Regions from separate parts of the Triticum aestivum genome. Here region 1 is linked to region 2. Evidence: chromatin contacts called from public Hi-C data. All regions are on one chromosome and are shown on one strand. Each heading gives the region's core, a stretch centred on a gene start, on an enhancer-like site or on the middle of the called end of the contact. The rest is flanking DNA. Distances are from core to core; before and after follow the strand shown. Region 1 holds the start of LOC123045310. Region 2 holds the start of LOC123045307 (calmodulin-binding transcription activator 4).

What was found. Hi-C and Micro-C count contacts between places; a contact is called where the count stands out from the background.
Region 1: a Hi-C map of leaf shows a contact between it and region 2, with 4 times the contacts expected there. The contact joins the promoter of LOC123045310 here to the promoter of LOC123045307 in region 2. A contact is called at or near these places in 3 of 5 Hi-C or Micro-C datasets (all in leaf).

The regions. Positions count from the first base shown.
Region 1 is chr2B:432,421,703-432,427,621 of IWGSC CS RefSeq v2.1, forward strand. It overlaps LOC123045310, which reads left to right and starts at 3,291. Exons shown (of 2, transcript XM_044468314.1): 1 at 3,291-3,561; 2 at 4,334-5,919. The coding sequence starts at 4,469. It overlaps LOC123045309 (protein NUCLEAR FUSION DEFECTIVE 4), which reads left to right. Exons shown (of 3, transcript XM_044468312.1): 2 at 1-463; 3 at 736-1,756. The coding sequence ends at 1,243.
Region 2 is chr2B:432,244,248-432,250,106 of IWGSC CS RefSeq v2.1, forward strand. LOC123045307 (calmodulin-binding transcription activator 4) reads left to right here and starts at 4,581. Exons shown (of 12, transcript XM_044468310.1): 1 at 4,581-4,908; 2 at 5,636-5,761; 3 at 5,837-5,859. The coding sequence starts at 4,899.

The sequences.
Region 1 (5,919 bases), core at 2,041-4,540, 180 kb after region 2:
AATATCCAAGTCCATATGAAGAGGCTCTGCTGTCTGAAGCATTAAAAGGAGAGGCAGGTACTTCACATGAAAGGGAGGATCAACCAGAGTTGATTCTAAGTGAGATGGAAGACGAGAAGCCTAAAGACATAGACTCTTTATCCCCATCTGAAAGGAGGAGGAGAATTGCAGACTTGCAGACCAAGTTAGTTCAAGCTGCAGCAAGAGGTGGGGTTAGAGTCAGGAAGGGACCACGTAGGGGGGAGAACTTCACCCTGATGCAGGCATTGGTCAAGGCTGATTTTTGGCTTATTTGGTTATCGCTTCTGCTCGGGTCTGGATCCGGGCTGACGGTGATTGATAATTTGGGTCAGATGAGCCAAGCTGCCGGTTTCGAAGACGGACATAACTTCGTGTCATTGACGAGCATATGGAACTTCCTTGGTCGTGTTGGAGGTGGCTATTTCTCTGAGAATATTGTCAGGTACCAACACTAGGTTCTCCACATTTTGGTCTGGCATCCACTGTTAACACAGCAAATAAAAATGATTGCTATCATTTTTCAGTACCTGTATTATTAGTAAAATATAGAAATACTACTGTAGTTTTTATCGTAGTTGTGACTCATATTTACTTGACTTCTACTGTAATATTCTACCATGGTACTTGTTTGTCAAATTTGGATAATTCTGCAGACATCTCAAATTTTGGCCAGGCTTTCTTCATACATTGACCAGCTATTCTTCTGATGATCAGGGAACATAAATACCCAAGGCACATAGCATTGGCCTTGGCTCAGATACTCATGGCTGCTGGACATTTCCTCTTTGCAATGGCTTGGCCTGGAACTATGTACATGGGAACCTTCCTGGTTGGGCTTGGATATGGCACTCACTGGGCTATTGTGCCGGCTGCTGTTTCTGAACTTTTCGGCGTAAAACACTTTGGCGCGATGTATAATTTCCTCACAGTAGCAAACCCCACAGGGTCGCTGATCTTCTCAGGTCTCATTGCCAGTAGCTTCTATGACTATGAAGCTGAGAGGCAAGCACAGCGCCGTCAAAGCTCAGCGTCGTCGTCTCCACAGTTTCTTCAGGGCATGGGTTTACTTGCAGATGGGCCACTGAAGTGTGAAGGGGCTGTTTGCTTCTTTGTCAGCTCGTTGATCATGTCGGCGTTTTGCGTCGTGGGTGCTGGCTTGAGCCTTGTCATTGTTCACAGGACCAAGCGAGTCTACTCTCACCTCTATCGATCTGTCCGGTGATGAACTTTTTTTTTCCATGGATAGACCATCCCCGTTGTACCATGTACCATACATACATTATTAAACATATGATACATGAACCAAGATACAAGAAGTTAAAGTTTATTTGTTTGTATAGTTGCAGACCATTTTATAGTTTGTACTGTAAGCAACCCGTCCCCAGATGTAAATTGCAGGGTTTTTTTGTCCGAGGATGCGACTGTGTATTTATCTGTCAAATGCTACTTTACTTTGGCTGTAATGAACCCTCTCTGATGATAACACCTTGTATGATTTCTGCCAATGCTGGAAACATCAAACTTGTGAAACTGCCCGGCTATTTTTATTAGACTTTCTTGCCGTGTATGAAACTTGTGACTAGTAAATGTTCTCATGCTCTTTCATGTATATATATAAGGAGTAGTATACTATGGAATAATACCCTCAAATGACCAGAGTCAGGAATTCAAACTGCAAAATGATTGTGGAGTGGAGCACCTCCACTTTTTGTCGCTGGAGTTTCCGTGCTATTTATGTGCCAGGTATGCTCCTTGACTGTGATCTTAGTTCCATCCTGAAACTGAACACATCAACTACCTAACTTCAAGCTACTTGCAGATCTGGCCATCTATCTATCTATCTATCTATCTGTGCTGCCCATCATGGACGCTCCTACTTTGGTCTGGCAGCAAAACTCCTACAGACTTTGTTGTTTAGGCTTGTGAACATGACACATTATTATCCAAGTGATCTTCCTTTGGTGACTGGCAACATGTATGTTAGCTGATCCTATCACCTGAAGATTCAGCTCCTAGGCGCTACTGCCAAACAACTATCAGTTCTTGAACAAAGTGACAGAAACACAATCTGCTCGGCTCAGTTCTCACACAAGTCAGCTGCCACATTTTCCTTGTGAAGACACTTTTCTACAGTAGCTCAATCTGTAATCAATGTTAACCTACTACACACTGAAATCTGAACAGCTGGGATCTCCAGGCTTATCAACAAGAGCACAGAGTGGCATGGTTCAAGATCACACAAGAGGCATTCTGAAACTGGATGCAGCTCAGAGCTGAATGCAGACTCCCTCTTCTTGTCTACTTTTTCTTTGCATGCTCAAATGAGGCAAATTTGAACCTAGGGCTGTGCCATGATGTATTACCAGCAGCATCCTTGGATTTTTTTGTTGCAATAACAGAATATAAGTAGCAGGTGTGTCAGCAGTGCTAGATATTTTGCTAGTTCTTGTGCTGCTATTGTCGTATGCCTACTTTTATTATTTCCTCTGAGATACCAGTACAAATTGCTGGTGAGGTGATGATGTAGAGAGGGTGTGTGTGTGTGTGTACTTAAAGGGTAACAGGGAGAGTGGGGCCCACATGGGGGGGGGGGGGGAGAAAAGGTTCTCAGTCTGCACACAAGGTATCTCTTCTCAGGAAAAAATATATATATTAGGGTTCACTGGACTGGAGAGGAGAGGAGAGGAGAGCAAAGCTTTTTGTGGCTGGTGGTTGTGATTTTAACTTAACCCTAGGCATAATCCTTGCTAGGGAGTAGTAGGAAATACCTGAAACAACCCTAGTCACATCTGATTGATCTAACAACACAGCACTAGGGTTACGCTCCTACTGTACCCACCGCTGTGGTTTTACAGAAATAGCCCCTCCCTAATAAAGGTTTCTCACCTTATATATGCGTATACGTACCTGCCCATGTATACACTCCAGTACTATGACGAGTGGGCCCACCTGGTGATATTTAGGACACTTCCCCATGTGCTTCCGCCCTGTATTAACGTCAAATCTACAGCTTAAAACGGCAATTAATAATATTAAAACCAGAATTAAAGCACATAATCAACTCAGCTTTCCCCCCCTAAAGATAAAGAAATACTAGTAGTACTCCAGTATGTTTTGTATCTGAGCCGGAAATGGCGAGAAAGCCCCTGGGTTGACACCTGACCTGGGGTTTGGGCCTGGACTGTGAGAGGATCTAATTTGGGGCACCAAATGAGGGCAAAGTTTGAAACTTTTAAAGGCAAACAAAAAACAAAGTGGAATAATAATCTATCTCTATTTTTACAGGACACACAGGCACACGGCCTGACCTACACTCTCTCCTTTTCTACTACTACTGCTGCTCTGCTGCTACCCCTCTCATTTGGTATTACGATTTTTGGGGCTTTGACTAAAAGTCTTGAGCTAAAAAGCTTCATTTTTTTAGAGCTCCTTCCTCCTCCCCCCGAAATTAAATCCGGGGCCGAGGGATTCGCAATTCGGGGGAGCTCGTGGCCTCCAATCCGCCCCGATTCCTGCGCCTGCTCCAGCCGATCCGCATGGGTACGTCCTCCCCCGCCTCCTCTCCTCCTTGGCTCTCGATTCAGGTGCTTTTCGCCGCCGGCCGTGGCCTGTCGCGGCAGATCTGGCGGCCTAGGGTTCTTGGGGCTCTAGATTTTGAGCACCCGGGGTCAGCGCCGCTGCTGGGTCGGTGCGCCGGGGACGCGGATCGCGCGGATCGGTGGTCCTCTCGGCCGGATTCCTGATGGGGTTTTGGGCTGTTCTTCAGCTGATTTGGACGCTTCCTGGCACTTGGATGTGTTCATTTCGCTTGGGTTTTGGCGCTGTTCCGGGGGAGCCGCGGCTCCAGATTCTCTAGTTTTGTGGAGGAAGCTGGGTTGGATCTTTCTCGCACTGTCTCTTGCTACCCAAGATTAATTGCCTTTTTGGGCGAGTCGGTGTAGCTCTGGTCGCTGATCTGCTAAGCTTTCAAGTTCCGATTCGCTGAAGCAAATCTCAGTGGCGCGTAGTCCATTCTAGTGGAGTAGATTTGTTGTACTGCCAAATAAATTTGGCGGAGCTGAAATTAAATGATGACGAGATAGATTTCGCTTCCAGATTGTTTTCCAGTCCTGCCAAGTTATTAGAAATTAATAGATCGTTTCCGGCTGATAGTGCCGAAATTCACAGTGTCCGTCTACTTCACTGTTTGGTTTACATGTTTTCTCAGGTTTCACTTTGCTGTCGATGCTGTGCTATGTTGTTTGCGGTTCCATCGAGTGTGCTCTGTATTTTGTTCCTCAATATTCTTATCATTTGCCCTACTTTGCTGCAGATCAATGGAGTTCTCATAGCTCTCAAGGTTAAGATCAACAGTACTGTGCAGTGAACTCTTGTTCATTTCTTTGGTCCTGGGCTTCTTCATTCTTGCTCAAGTCCAGCTGTCTGTTGATCTAATTCCAAGGTGGAGATGAGTGTGGAGTACAATATGGATGAAGCTTTGAAAGCACGAAATACTGCAGAGAGCAAGTTTCATGCGCGCGACCTCAGGGGCGCACGCAAGTACGCGGTCAAGGCCCAGAATCTCTGCCCATCACTTGAGGGCATATCCCAGATGGCGTCGACTCTTGAAGTTCATCTTGCAGCGGAGTCCAAGATTGATGGAGAGAGTGACTGGTACCGGATCTTGTCCCTGCCCGCCTTTGCAGATGAAGAGGATGTGAAGAAGCAGTACAGGAAGCTAGCTCTCCAGCTGCACCCTGATAAGAACAAGTCAGTCGGTGCTGAGGAGGCCTTTAAACTGATCTCTGAGGCTTGGAGTGTGTTGTCTGATACTAGTCGGAAGACAATTTATGATCAGAAGAGGTCAGATCATTCTGTTGTCAACGTAACCAATGGCATGTATACGTATGACAAGAAGGCGACCAAGAGAGCTCGAAAGAATGCTGCTGCTGCCGCCGCCGCTGCGGCTGCTGCGGCGGCTGCTGCTGAGGCTACTGCTCGTCCTGCTGGTGTTGATACTTTCTGGACATCTTGCAATCGCTGCCGTATGCAGTATGAGTACTTAAGAATGTATCTTAATCATAACCTTCTGTGCCCAAACTGCCATCATGCGTTCATGGCGGTAGAGACTGGATTTCCTTGCAACGGAAGCAGTTCATCTTTCTCCTGGTCAACCAAGCAGCAGCCACAGAACCACAGTTCCACCAAACATTCATATGGCTCAACAAGCAGGACTTCTAGCATTCCGGGGACAGGGCATGTGGGGTATCAGCAAGATAGTACTTACGATTCCTACAACAGTCAAAGCTTTCAGTGGAATCAGTACTCCAAGACAGCGCCTGCAGCTGACACAAATGCGTACAGTACCCAGGCTTCCGAGAAACCTAGAAGAAATGAAGAGAGCTACAGCTACAACTACCCTGAAAGTGGAAACACATGTGACCCTGAGAGAACTACTTCAAGGCGTGGCCGGTTTGCAAAGCGGAGAAGGCATAGTAATGATTATACTACTGTGGATTATGCTGGAGATAACAAAGAAACAGTGGTTGTAAGCACAGAGACAAATGCTTTCACTGATGTGGGGCGGGTTAATGGCACTTCAGTGGAAAAGATGAGATCTGCAGTGAGTGTAAGGAGAGCTAATGTTTTGAGAGAGATCTCCCAGATTGATACACGGGGTCTACTTGTTGAGAAAGCCAAAGAAGCCGTCCGGGGAAAATTGCAAGAGCTGAGCATGGCAGCATGTTCACGGTTTGCAGAGAAAAGGAAGTCAGAAGGAAAGGTATATCCTAGTGACAACAACATAAAGGCAAATGGGGTCCTCTCTGGCAAGCCTGGCAAAGGACTCAAGCTATGCAGTTCAATAAGTGTCGACACCCACATACCTGCAACTGCAACTGATGAAAAGAATCCAGAACA
Region 2 (5,859 bases), core at 3,331-5,830:
CCTACTACGTGTTATGATCCGGCAAACCTGGAGTGACAATAGTCGGGACCACTCCCGGTGATGACTGTAGTTTGAGGAGTTCATGTATTCGCCGTGTGCGAATGCTTTGTTCCGGTTCTCTATTAAAAGGAGGCCTTAATATCCCTTAGTTTCCAATAGGACCCTGCTGCCACGAGAGGGTAGGACAAAAGATGTCATGCAAGTTCTTTCCATAAGCACGTATGACTATTTACAGAATACATGCCTACATTATATTTATGAACTGGAGCTAGTGTCGTATGGCCCTAGGTTATGACTGTCTCATGATGAATATCATCCAATAAATCACTGATCCAATGCCTACGAATTTACCTTATATTATTCCTGCTAAGTTACTATTGCTGCTACTGCTATCGTTACTGCTACAAAATCACTGCTATCATTGTTACCGTTACTATTGCTGCTGCTACTATTATCAAAACTATCATACTACTTTGCTACTGATAACTTTACTGCAGGTAATTAATCTCCAGGTCTGGTTGAATTGACAACTCACCTGCTAATACTTGTAAATATTCTTTGGCTCCCCTTTTGTCGAATCTATAAATTTGGGTTGAATACTCTACCCTCGAAAACTGTTGCGATCCCCTATACTTGTGGGTTATCAGGATAACATCCGGGAATGTTTTCCCGAAGTTTGGCACTTTCAGACAGGTGAAATGGAGGGGTGGTTCCATGTTCACTATGCTAGGCGCGTGTGGCGGATGAATGAACTGCGTATTCGGATTCGTCTCATTTTTCTGAGCAACTTTCATGTATAAAGTATTTTCATCCGAGTTACGGTTTATTTGATATGACTTTCTGAAGTTTTAAACATTTCTGAAATCCTAGAATTAAATTTAATTCGAATTAATAAACAAGTAAATTGCTATGGGTACACATGAGTCTACCCAGCAATGTGTGCATGTGCATGACATGTGGGGCCAGAGGGCCCAATTGACCCAGTCAACTTTGACTGGTCCATTGATGAACAGTGTCAGCGGGGCCCAGTTGTCATTGACAGTAGTTTAATTGATTTTGAGTATCTAGTTTAATTGGTGGTGGGACCCAACTATAAGTGCCAGTTTTATTTAATAGGGGTCTATTAACGTTTCAATTAATCTAATTATTCGGTGGGGTCTAGTGTCAGTGGCATGGGGGTGGTTAGCGCTAAGTTAATCCATGCCACATCAGCAAGCGAACGGGGGCGAGGCCGAGCTCGCCGTGTGGCTCTTCCGGCCGCTCCCGACGACGGCTAGAGGTGGGCACGGGGCAGGGGCGCCGATGCGTGCGGTGCGGCGGCGGCAGCCAGCGGCGGTAGCAGGGGGCAGTAGCAGCATTGAAGGCAGCAGAGGACAGGGGCAGCAGTGGAGCGCGCCTGGGTGCGGAGGTAGGTAGCACCGCAGCTACAGCAGCAGCGAGCGACCATGGAGCGCGCAGGCAACGGCCAGCGGGAGGGCGAGGGCGGCGACAACGGCGAGTGAGGCGAGAGGTGTGAGCAGGGGGGCGAGGCCACGAGTAGGCAGTCGTGCGCGGAGGCGAGTTCGCGGGCGGGCAGCGGCTGTGGCCAGGCGCGGCGGCGCGCCGGTGCAGATAGGTGTGTCCAGGGGAGCAGCAAGGCGCGCGCAGCGGTGGCAGAGAGCAGCAGTGGGCGTGCGCGGGCGCGGCCGGGGCTCACGGGCACGACCAATGTGAACTCGCCGAAGCGTGATGGGGCAAGCAGACGCGGCCACAACGAGCAGAGAGAGGGAGGACGGGGGAGCGCTCACATGCGCTGGCGAGAAGGGGGCGTCGAGGTGCAGGGAGGTCCGGCGAGGGAGAGGCACGGGAGGTTTGGTGACGGCAGCAGGCTTCGGGGCGTCGGCGATGTGCGGCGGGGTGGCGCGCGGTATCGGTGTCGGCGGGGTCGGAGGCGCGATTGCCCCGATCCCGATCCAGACGGGGGAAGGAAGGGGAGGAGTGAATCGTTGGGGAAGTGGGATGGGTGGACCGGTCTAGGTCACGGGTGAGTCGGGGGGTTATGGGGGCGCCGACTGGGCCGGCCTGGCCAGCCCAGTGGCCAGCTAGGCCGAGGCCCAGCGAGGGGAAACCTTTTGTTGTTCTTTTATTTTATTTTTTTAGTTCTCTCTTTTTTTAGTCCTGTTTTAGTTTTAGTTTTATAAAAATTATCACTGGTGCCTAAATTTGTATTTATAATTATAATACTGCCACAGTAATTCTTAATCCATAATAAAATAGTTTAATATTTTATAAAATTCAATATGTGTTTATCTAATTGTTTTAACTATTGTTTTAACTATTTTAGAGCCTTTAAACACTTTAGCAAAGTTTGGTTTCTCCACCACAATTATGTATGATTTATCTGACACATTTAGAACATTTTAGTTTTAATGTTTGAAAACATTTACCGTTTGACGTGATTTTTAATTTGAATTTGAATCGGTCTCGAATCATTGCGAGTTTATCAACAGTAACCGACGTGATGTGGCATCATTAGCAGATGTTCACTGTAGCTTAATTATCCGGGAGTCACCCCCGGCGGCGGTTGTCGTGGACTACCTATCGAGCTACTTGGTGGCGAAGTTGTACCCAACCTTGTAATGCTCCAGCCATGGCGGCATCTGGACGGTAGGCGACACCATCGAGGCTCCGCAGCCTTGGCCGCGACCAGCACGCCCACCGTCACGGCCTCCATCAGCACGCCCTTCGCTGGCCTTCCACTTCCTGAGTTTTTCCTCCTTTGCGGCCTTCGCTTTGACGCGGTGATTTTGTCGTGTCACCGAGTTGATCTTCTGGGTGAGCGTGATGCTCGGATCCTCCTGCACCTCCACCACCTCCATCTCTGGCTGGTTCTCGTCCGGTTCCATGCATCGACATCGGGAGCGAAGAAGAATGTGGAAAAAAGAGCGGGAATTGGGTGAAGACTGGCATGATGGAAGAAGAGAGTGGGGGATTTTGGCGCAGAAACAATGCAGGATGCTACAAAAGTGTGGGATGCGCCTTCCTTTTGGGTGGGCCATGGATTTAAGAGTCAGATGTGTCTCGTGTCCAAACTCCCACATAGTCCCCACGCTTGGTTCCAGTTTGTGGGAAAAACATGGTCCGGACTACTCCATGGACGGATGAGTTTGGCGTTGGATGGTTTCCAGGGTCTGGACAGCGCGGCCGAATGTATGCTGACACTTTAAGAGTCAGCTTTGGTGATGCCCTTATACCAGTCTAAACTAAGAGCATCTACAACTGGACTAGGAAAATCCGGACCCTGAAACGCCCGCGGACGCGCCCAGGCATGTCCTCGGGCAGTGGCCGGCCAATCCTAAAATTTTCTCATTTGCATCCAGATACCTCATATTAGAAATCTTAAATCCATACAAAAGCATGAAAAGGATAAAATCTACATAGTACGTAGATCAACTACCCTAGTGTCCATTATCTCCAGGATAAAATCCACATACTACGTAGATCAACTACCCTAGTGTCCATTATCTCCGTGCCCGGCTCCAGGTACATGGGCCGCAACCGTAGCTTCGGCTCCTCCGCGTCAGCCTCCGCATCCATCTCCGCTTCGACCTCATCGAAGAGCGCGGCGGTCGCCGCTCGTCCCTGTCGGATGAACTGTCGGTTGGCCTCCACATAGGCTTCATTCTGGATGGACTCCAGGATGGCCTACTACTCCGCCATATCGGCCGCTTGGGCGACGGCGAACTCCGCCTCCACGTCCTCCATATTGAAACCCGGAGCCGGCGCCAGCTCCAGCTCCGGCTGCTCCGCCTCGTCCTCCTCCGGATCCGCCACCTCCATGGGAGTCGGCTGCTGCTTCTGTCCCTCCTCCTCCACCGCCTGTTCATCCTCCTCCTCCTTCGGCTTTGACGAGTCCGAAGGCAGCCCGGTAGTGATGCCGGCGGGGCATGTAGTGCGCCTCGCCTGGATCTCCTCCTCGATCTAGTACTGGCGCTCTGGCGTGAGCATAACGTACGTGGTTATCTTCTGCCGGACCATGGCGAAGCCAAAGAGCGTGAGAAGAGCGGGAGAGAGAAGGTAGATGGGCTCAGGCTGACGGCGCGGAGAGGGGGAGGTGGATGGGCTAGGGTTGAGGGACGCCAACCGGTTTAAATAGCCGAATTTGGCCTCGGACGGCAAGCCGAAGCGGCGTCACGTGGCATTCACACCCCCCACATGAGGAGATGTCCGTCGGATCGTCGGGTTTCTGGGCGATTCCGCGTAGGACTTCATCATCAGTCCGACATGACGGACGCGTCCGGGCACGCCCGGTGCCCCATATCCGCGACATATTTGAGCTGGATATGAGAGGCACCGGTTAGTTCGCCTGTTTGAGCCCCTTTTGAAGTGCCCATCTAAATTGAATTTTTATGACCGGTCAGTAATCAGACCGTCCGCCCAAGTGTTTGAGACTGGTTTGGGATGCCGGAGTCGTCTAGAGCCTCAAGAAGGCAGGTGTCGGCCTTGCACGGTGGAATTTCCACGTGCGCGCGTACAATGCAGCACCACTTTATTCGGTACCAGTACTTTGGGGTGGACAACACAAGGGGACAAAACAGCGGGTCTCCTTCTCCGCGTTGATTCTTGAATCACGGAACGGAAGGAAGGAGCCGAGCCGATCCCCACTCCATCTCGGGTCACAGCAACTTCTCTTCCCCTCCTGCGTCCCAGCTGTTGCACTTTTCTGGGAAAGAACCCTTGGTGCTATCCTACCCCCCCATCCAAGTCCAAGCACAAGCAGCATCAGCGCCTTCACCCACTTGCTTCCTTACTGTTTCAGTTCTTGTTTGTTTGGAGTCGGGGCTTCCATTTCGTGGAGTTCTCGTCCAACCCCCTCCTTCCATGAGAGCTTCGAGGCGGCCGGATCTCCGCAAGTGACCATGAGCCAGAGTGAGTGGAGCTCTCTCATCCTTTGTTCCGTTTGATTCTTTGGTAGGGCTTGTGAGTTGACCTGGGCGGGACTCGACTTCTTGACCGGGGAGTCTAGTGCTTGTTAAGGTTGATGCAGTAGCAAGGAGGCCTTCTTCTTCTTGTGTAAGGCATTTAACGCTAGATTGTGTATTTCACCTTGGAATTGCTCTTTCTTGGGCCCTTCTAATATTATTGCGGCGATGATCAAATTTGGTCTGCAGCCGATCCTTTTCAGTAGCCGGGGCCATTTTTTCATGTTATACTCTATTTTTTAATTCTTATTACAAGGTCAATGGCCGTAACTGCTACAGTACCGTTTAATCAAAGAAGAGTTCAACTGTTGCTCAAGATGGTTTAATCAGCTTGTTTTCCATGACCTAGGGTTCCAAGTCTTAAATATTTCCGTTTTAATTCTGATCGAATGTAGAGTATAAACTTCTGGAAGCAGAACTATTATTTTCATTAAGATTTGTTGGGTGGCACTAGGCTTGTCTTAGGATTTCAAGTAATTCTGGTCTTCACCATATTGTTGTGCTTGTGCAAACATTGGATCATGTTTGACTTCCCAGCTTTATGTAGCATCATTGTTTCGAGGAGAGAATGATTGATTGCTTCAACTCATGCATAACTAAAGGTTACCTTAATTTTGGGCCTGGTACACAACCGACTACTACTTTATCTTATCTTCCAGTTCTTCCTCGCTTAGGTTTCGACATCAACGTGCTTCTCAGAGAAGCAAAGAGCAGGTGGTTAAAGCCTTCTGAAGTCTACTATATCCTGTTGAATCATGAGCAGCTCCAGATCACCCACGAGCCACCGAATAAGCCACCCAGTAAGCACATCTCCTTAATTTTGAGAAATTTGCTTTTACTTATATTTTACAATAACAGCGTCATTTGTTCTCTAGGTGGTGCATTATTCCTTTACAAT